Regions from separate parts of the Gossypium hirsutum genome. Here region 1 is linked to region 2. Evidence: chromatin contacts called from public Hi-C data. All regions are on one chromosome and are shown on one strand. Each heading gives the region's core, a stretch centred on a gene start, on an enhancer-like site or on the middle of the called end of the contact. The rest is flanking DNA. Distances are from core to core; before and after follow the strand shown.

Region 1 (3,831 bases), core at 1,285-3,784, 180 kb after region 2:
CGTCCCATGGAACCAATCTCAGCAATTACTAAGAGAGCAGGTCCTGAATTACATCCATGCATCCCTACCTAAATATCTACAGGCTGGCCCTTCCCATCGATGCAAAAAAAGAAGAGTGTTGGTAATACCTACAAAAGATGGTAAAAATAATTTTCTTCACTCAACCAAAGATTCAAGCTTGAAACAATTAGAAAATGCACAAACTGATATCATCAAAGTCACTCAACATAATCAAAAAAATAGGAAGTTTATACATTCTCATGTATAAAACTGATGTCATCAAACTGATATGTATAAAACTACCAGCAAAAAACAAAAGTAGAACACCCAACAAATGGAAACGAATAGATGAAAGAGAAGAATTATGCATGAAGTTTATACACTGACTACTATAAGAAGTATCATTGTACAAAGATTTTCAAGGGAAAGAACAAAGTGCAAAACAAACTGACTTGAACTAGATTGAGGCAATATTAACACTTCTCGGGGAAATAAAGGTGCTTCCTACTTTTTTTTTTAAATTTTCTCCGCAATGAGTTGTTAAATAAATATATCACCAAAAGAATATTGATTGCAAATCTTTCAACTTTCAACTTCCCACTCCAGCATAGTAGTTTCACAGCAACCGAACATAACAAAATTATCTCAAAAGGTTATCAAAGTTCACTCACCACCTTATATCTATTGAAAAAACAGAAAACAAACTTGTACTTGTATGGGAGAGGTTGCCACTAAATTTTGGATAGATAAAACGCCCCGTAAAGGAAATGCAAAGTCTGCCATTGATTGGAACGCCAAAAGCAAAGCTAAACTACATACAGACATAAGCATACACATAGGTACAGATGATAGCATGTACCAAAAAAGCTAATCCCCCTAGGATTTTCGAATTGGATGGCATGTTCAAAATCTTGGACAATTTGCAATCCAATTTGTGAAAATCTACAATCCTGCTAATAAATAGAAAAGCATGAACTTGAAGATAGAAACGGGTAATTTTTAATTTCACCTGTCAGTAAAACAATACAGTTCAAAAGTCGGTGGGAGAGCAAACCTGTTTCTTGCTTTCTCTTAACCTTGCAAGTGATTTAATGTAAGAGAGACTGAGAGAGTTTCTGAAAATTTTTCACTTAAATTATAAGATTTAAAAAATAATTATTGAAATATAATTATTAAGGTTAAAATATGTCATAAGTCCCTGTACTCTTCGTAAATTTAAAATTCAATCCTTGTACTTTTATTTCCAGGAATTTAGCCCCTCTACATTTCAAATTTAAAAATTTAAATTCAATTGTTAACACTATTAAAATTATTTTGTTACATTCATGTTCATTACAAAGCCATTTTTTAATTAATTACAAGGTTACCATGCGATTATTTTTTTTTTAATTTCAAAATGTCACACCAACAAATTTAACAAAATAATTTTAACAATGTTAACAACTGGACCTGAATTTTTAAATTTAAAAAGTAGAGGGACTAAATTCCTGAAAATAAAAGTACAAAGACTAAATTCCAAATTTACAGAGAATACATGTACTTGTGGCACATTTTAACCAATTATATTTAATAATAGGATTTTAATTAAACAAAAAAATGCATCTTCTTTTTCCTTGACATCATTTGTAAACATTATAATGATTGGTTAACATTAATTTTTTTAAAAAACTAATTAATTTTATTAATAATTTATACATATTTATACTATTATTTAATTATGTTTTTGTAAAAAATGTCTTAGGTTCCAATTAATTGTATTTTGTTCCTAGATCGAAAAGACTACCATATCAAATTAGATTTTAGGGAAGTAGCGATTTGTGTGCTGATTTCTGTTCCTCGTACCGGATTTGTTGGCATTCCAAATAACACCGCAAAGAGCTTTGGCACCAGCAAGTTTCTTCAAATTCCAGTGAACACAACCACTAGAAGTGGAAAATCGGTAGCTAAATAAAACAACAAAGAGCCTAAAGAACTTCACCAGCATTTATCTTCCAAGTAATGTTAATAAACATATAAGAAGACTACTTGCCCCGTAAATTCACAAGCATTCAATTGAAATGTCTGTATAAACCACGAGATAAACCCTAAACGCATTGAATCAATGGAATTGTGCCCTAATTTCAAACACTGACCAGATTCTAGGGTTTCCAAAACAAAAGGAAAAAGAAAAAAGAAAATTAGGCGCGAAAATAACCTGAATGAGGAAACTGAGTCAAACAATTGAGAGATAGGGCACAGCAAAACGTTTCCGCTATTTTTAATACTCTCGTTTCTTCTCCTTATCTCTGTCCAGGGTTTTTTCTTTTTTTAAGCTTCGAACTCTTCCTCAACGTCCTGCCCTCAATCAAAACGACATGAAATGACCCTAAAATACGACACCTCCCTGCAAATGCAAGCCATGGGCACGTTGTAGAGTCCTACTATTAAAAGTCCATATAAATTTTGTTCGTTTTGGCACTCAAAATAAGAAAAATGGATTTATTTTAATATTTTTTCGGGGTTTTTTTCCTGTGTAGGTTTTGTTCGTTTAGGCTGATTTTCGGGGTTACTATGCGAGTAGTCTCAGTGAGTACTGGGCCTGGGTTTTTAACTTGAGGAAGACGACGATACAAAAGGGCCTTTTTGGTTAAGTTCGGGCTTTTTTATCACTGGGTAAATATATATTTTGGTACTTAAACTTTATTTTAAGGTTCAAAATGGTACCTTAGGTTTTTTTTGTCCAATTAGTTACTTAAACTTGGCCTCAATGTTCAATTTGATAACTAAACCGTTTCTGATCCAATTAGATATTAAATTTGACCTTTTGATTCAAATTAGTACATTAACTTGACTTCATAGTTCAAATGGATTCAAGTAAATCAATTAATGTAAGTACTAATATGGACCAAAAGCCAAGTTCGAGTACTAATTTGAACCAATAATTATTGAGGCCCTTTCAGCAATAGGAACCTTTCCTTTAGAAAACAATGCCAATTGCAATGGCAACTATTCCTTGATTGCATTTGGAACATCGAGTACAGAAGATTCCAATGGTTGTTGAGCTTCGTTGGAAGAAATACTATCATTTGATTAACCTACTTCAGTAGATAGAAACCTTCTCAAGACAATCAATCGAATTGCTCCTAAGATGTAACTTTAACACAAGCCATTGTAGAAAAAAAACATTTTTTTAAAGCAAGAAAGAAAGGATTTTGAACAAAAGATAGTTTAAAATCATAGGGGATTTCTTGAGAGTCTAAGTTTCTATTAAAATGAAAAGTAGTGATAGAAACCTATTGTAACTTTAATAGGGTATTAAATACCCAAATAACCATTAACCATTGTCTTTATTAACTTACCCTCTAAAATTTGGAAATTTAAAATTACAAAATATTTTACCCACCAAAAAGAAAAGATTTCGAACCAATAACTCACCAAAAATAAGCACTTGCTAAAACAACATCAAGAATTAACATTTGGATGCCATCATTCAACCGCTAAATTTTAAACTCCATACACACCAATATAACTTCTCAAGGCTTCAAACATAGCTAAACCAACTGCCATTGTAAAGAGATCATCTAATTGATTTTCAGTAGGCATATATTTTAATTCTACAGTGCCATTTTCTACTAATTCTTGAATGAAATGATAGCAAGTATCTATGTCCTGTCCTATAATGCATCATTGGTTCATTGATATATTGATGGAATTTAAATTGTCATACTATGAAATTATAACTGGTAGTGTCACTCCAAAATCTTCTATCACATGTTTCATCTAAAGGAGCTAAGCATAACAACTACCTACTGCAATGTACTTTGCCTTAATTGTTGACAATGATCTTGATTC
Region 2 (3,885 bases), core at 1,014-3,513:
AAAGTTTCTTTAAGCTGGATTCGGAGACTGAAAATAGCTGTTGATGCTGCAAAAGGTATGTCTAATTGTCTAGTATTAAAGGAATCCCTTAAGGGAATGTGTGGACTTTATGCCATATTTGTTTGCGGAAATGGTATGGTTTCACTTTCACATTTATAAGTGGAAACAGCAGGAGGTCCAATGTTTTTGGCATAATAAATGCTATTACCATTTTATTGCCTCTGATCATTGAGCCTTGATTGTTTGGAAGGGCTGGACTATTTGCATAATGGGAGCGATCCAAGAATCATACACCGTGATGTCAAGTGCAGTAACATCCTTTTGGATTGTGAGATGAACGCGAAGGTCTGCGATTTCGGCCTCTCTAAGCAAGTAACTCTGGCAGATGCAACTCATGTGACCACTGTTGTCAAGGGCACTGCGGGCTATCTAGATCCTGAGTATATCTTCCTTAAATTGTGCCTTTACTGCACCGCACACCATCATTGATGTCGTTTATTAACTGCAGGTATTATTCCACCCAACAGCTGACTGAGAAAAGTGATGTCTATAGTTTTGGTGTTGTTCTTTTAGAGCTCATATGCGGAAGAGAACCGCTGACGCATTCCGGAACTCCAGATTCCTTCAATTTAGTGCTATGGGTAACCATAATTTCCTTTTCCTTTTAATTTCTTATTCTTGTGTATGAAAAGGAGCATGAAGGTGTGATGTTGTTGCATTTGTCAACTAACTGGAGAGTCATGGATTTAAGAAGGCTAATTAGTTTAAGCATGTTAATACAAAATCCTGAAACATAGCTCTAAGCAACTGGTTCATATTTGACTTAAACGCAGGCAAAGCCGTACTTGCAGGCAGGTGCATTGGAGATAGTGGATGACAACTTAAAGGGAACCTTCGATGTCGAAAGCATGAGAAAAGCAGCCTTAGTCACCGTACGGTGTGTGGAAAGAGATGCATCACGGAGACCCACTATTGCACAAGTGTTGGGTGAGCTGAAAGAAGCCTACAGTCTTCAGCTTGCATATCTTGCATCTTTGGGACACTCAGGTTAACCAACATCAACCCTATTCCAACTTTGAAAACTTTTCCTTCCCACTATTTAAAACGAGATGAGGTATATATAGTTGTTTCAAAAACAGACATCGTATAAGAATGCTTATATGTATCTATTCTGTCAATGGCAAGCAATAATAGTGTAGTGTAGTGTAGTGTAGTGTGTTTGGGTAAACTTTGCCAAACCATCCAACATGTTCGGACACAATGTTTCATACATGTTTCTGTCCCTGCAACATGTGCAAATCAATTGAAAGCAGTGAGTGGAGCTTGATATTCAACTAAATACTGGATTTTGGAGCAACCATCCAATAATAAAAAATTACTGCTATATTATTTCTCCTGTGGAAAAAGGATGTTGTTCTTGCAAAAAGAAGAAAAAAAATTATTAGAGTAATAGACTTGATTATTCATTCAACAAAAGAAATTTTGACTATTCAATGGTTAATTAGAGCACGGCCGTACACGCATAGCCGACAAAGAAGATGTTGAATGATGATTGTTGGTTTCAGAGGCCAGCTTTTGAAATTTTCAATTATGTTTTTAAATTTAAAAAATAATTATTCCCTTATGAAAATTCTCATTAAAACTCCATTTTTTTTTGTTATAAAAAGTTTTAATTAGATCTATCAATTTTTATTTTTTGAAATTCTCATTAAAACTTTAAATTTTTTTAATTAAATCCTCATTACTTAATACTAAGATTCGTCAGTATTGATTTCTACTCTATTATATTATTGGAATTAGTTTATTTTATTGTTGAATATAAGCATATGATAATATTTAAATTTTAATTTTTTATATATTTAAAAAGTTATATACTAACATTTATATTTGAATATGTATCTTAAAAAAAGTTAAAATTTTACTGTTAATTTTAGTGACCGTTACCCCTCCGTACCTCCTCAGGGAGGCTTACCATAGGAATATTACCCTCCATATCTCCCTGAATTTAATCTTTACTTGATTTTTATAAATTTTAAAATTTTAGTTTTGATTTAAATAATTTTTACTACTTACAAAATTTTATAGGGTAAACATATATTATTACATGTATAACATTATATCAAATTTTTCAAATTTTAAAAAAATATAAAAAATAAAAATGATGAAATTAATGTCTCAAGAAAATATCAAAATAAATGTATAATACAAAATTAATAGCATAATTACAATAAAATATTGGTTTGATATTGAATACACGTAACTTGTACCGAAAACTGAAAAATGTTGATATTGTCTCAACAGACCCTCCAAAAAACACAGCAGTAATCTTTGTCCGAAACATCAGACAAGAAGTGAAAGGCGGCGATGGTTTCCACTTTCAACTTTTTCTTCAAGACAGTCAACCACTTTCCCATTCCAGGAAAACCCAGGGCCGAGAAAATTCCAGCTGGAAATTTTCATTGAGTTTGAACTTCACTATTATCTTTCATGATGTTTGATCAATTCCGTGTTGATATTGTATTTCTTTTACTACTTGAGTTCCATTTCTCTGCCTTTTTTGAGCTCTTCATGTTGTAATGGTTTCCCCTACACTTACTTCGTGGACCTTAATTGGTCTTATAAGAGCCTTTGTCGGCCTTGCTCTAGCTTTTGTGCTTCTATGTGGATCAACCTTGGGGTTTTTCGCTTGGAAACTTTATCATGTTTTTGGACTTTACTTGCCTTGTCCTTGTTCTGGGTTTCTTGGGTACCAAAATAGCAACCTCTGCTGGCATAACCTTCTCATTCAATTCCCAGTATCAAACATTCATTCTGCTCTTAAACTGCCTTTCAATAGGTTCCCTTTTAACTTACTTTGGTTCAACGATCAAGACTGGGATTTGGATGCCAAGTCCATTGAATTGCTGGGTGAAGCATGTCCTACTTTACCTTCAGGTTTAAGATTGCAAACTATAGTGAATAAAAAAAAGAGTAGTTCTGATGCCAAGGGAAAGAAAAGTATATATCTGAAGCATAAATCTAAAGTTCAACGAGGTAGGATAGCTGCTTTTGGCTATCGAAAGTCTGCTAATTTCTCAGTTGCAGATGCTTCATCTGTTGATGGAGGTGAAACAATGATTGAAAATTGGGGTCTAGTTAGTGGAATAGAAGATTGTTTTCCTGGTAAGTAAAACGTATCTAATGTGATATCTAATGAAGTTTTCATTGAATATTGAACTATTAAATGATGATCTTCTCTTATTAGCATTACATTTGGATTGACCTATGTGAAACCTGCCATTTTAGATGATAAAAACACTCAATCTGGCAATGATTTGAGTGAGGCAACCTGGCATGGTTTTGAACTGAGCAGTGGAGAGGGAAAGGGTAACACTAATGAAAAATTTGAGGTTACCGGGGATGAGGCAAATCGGTTCAAAATATTGGAACAAGCTATAAAAGAAGAAAAAGCTGCATGTGCTGCTTTACATTTGGAGTTGGAGAAAGAAAGGGCTGCTTCTTCTTCTGCTGCTGATGAAGCTATGGCAATGATTTTGCGTCTACAAGAGGATAAGGCATCGATAGAAATGGAAGCAACGCAGTATCAAAGGATGATAGAAGAAAAAATTGCTTATGATGAAGAAGAGATGAACCTTCTAAAAGAGACCCTTGTCGGGAGGGAGAAGGAGAATCACCTTTTGGAGAAAGAAGTTGAAGCTTACAGGCAGATGGATACACGTAGAGATGAGCCAGAGGAGTGTGATTTTTTTTGACACGATGCAAATAAAGGGGGACAAATTCCTTCAGTTTCACTTGGATTAGGTGAAGATCCGTTGCTGATGGGAAACAGTGGATCCACCAGGAAGAATGAAGTGGGAAAAGGTTCTAGTTGGCCTTCGGAATTTG

Evidence for each region. A called contact is a pair of places that touch in the nucleus more often than the background predicts.
Region 1: a Hi-C map of leaf shows a contact between it and region 2, with 2.2 times the contacts expected there. The contact joins the promoter of LOC107956230 here to the promoter of LOC107954910 in region 2. A contact is called at or near these places in 9 of 34 Hi-C or Micro-C datasets (anther, callus, hypocotyl and 3 more).

Annotation. Positions count from the first base shown.
Region 1 is chrD07:30,972,407-30,976,237 of Gossypium_hirsutum_v2.1, forward strand. LOC107956230 (chromatin modification-related protein EAF1 B) reads right to left here and starts at 2,535. Exons shown (of 24, transcript XM_016891951.2): 1 at 2,195-2,535; 2 at 1-128. The coding sequence starts at 62.
Region 2 is chrD07:30,795,587-30,799,471 of Gossypium_hirsutum_v2.1, forward strand. It overlaps LOC107954910, which reads left to right and starts at 2,264. Exons shown (of 3, transcript XR_001699750.2): 1 at 2,264-3,162; 2 at 3,286-3,885. It overlaps LOC107954911 (probable LRR receptor-like serine/threonine-protein kinase At5g48740), which reads left to right. Exons shown (of 16, transcript XM_016890601.2): 13 at 1-55; 14 at 251-440; 15 at 509-641; 16 at 834-1,384. The coding sequence ends at 1,052.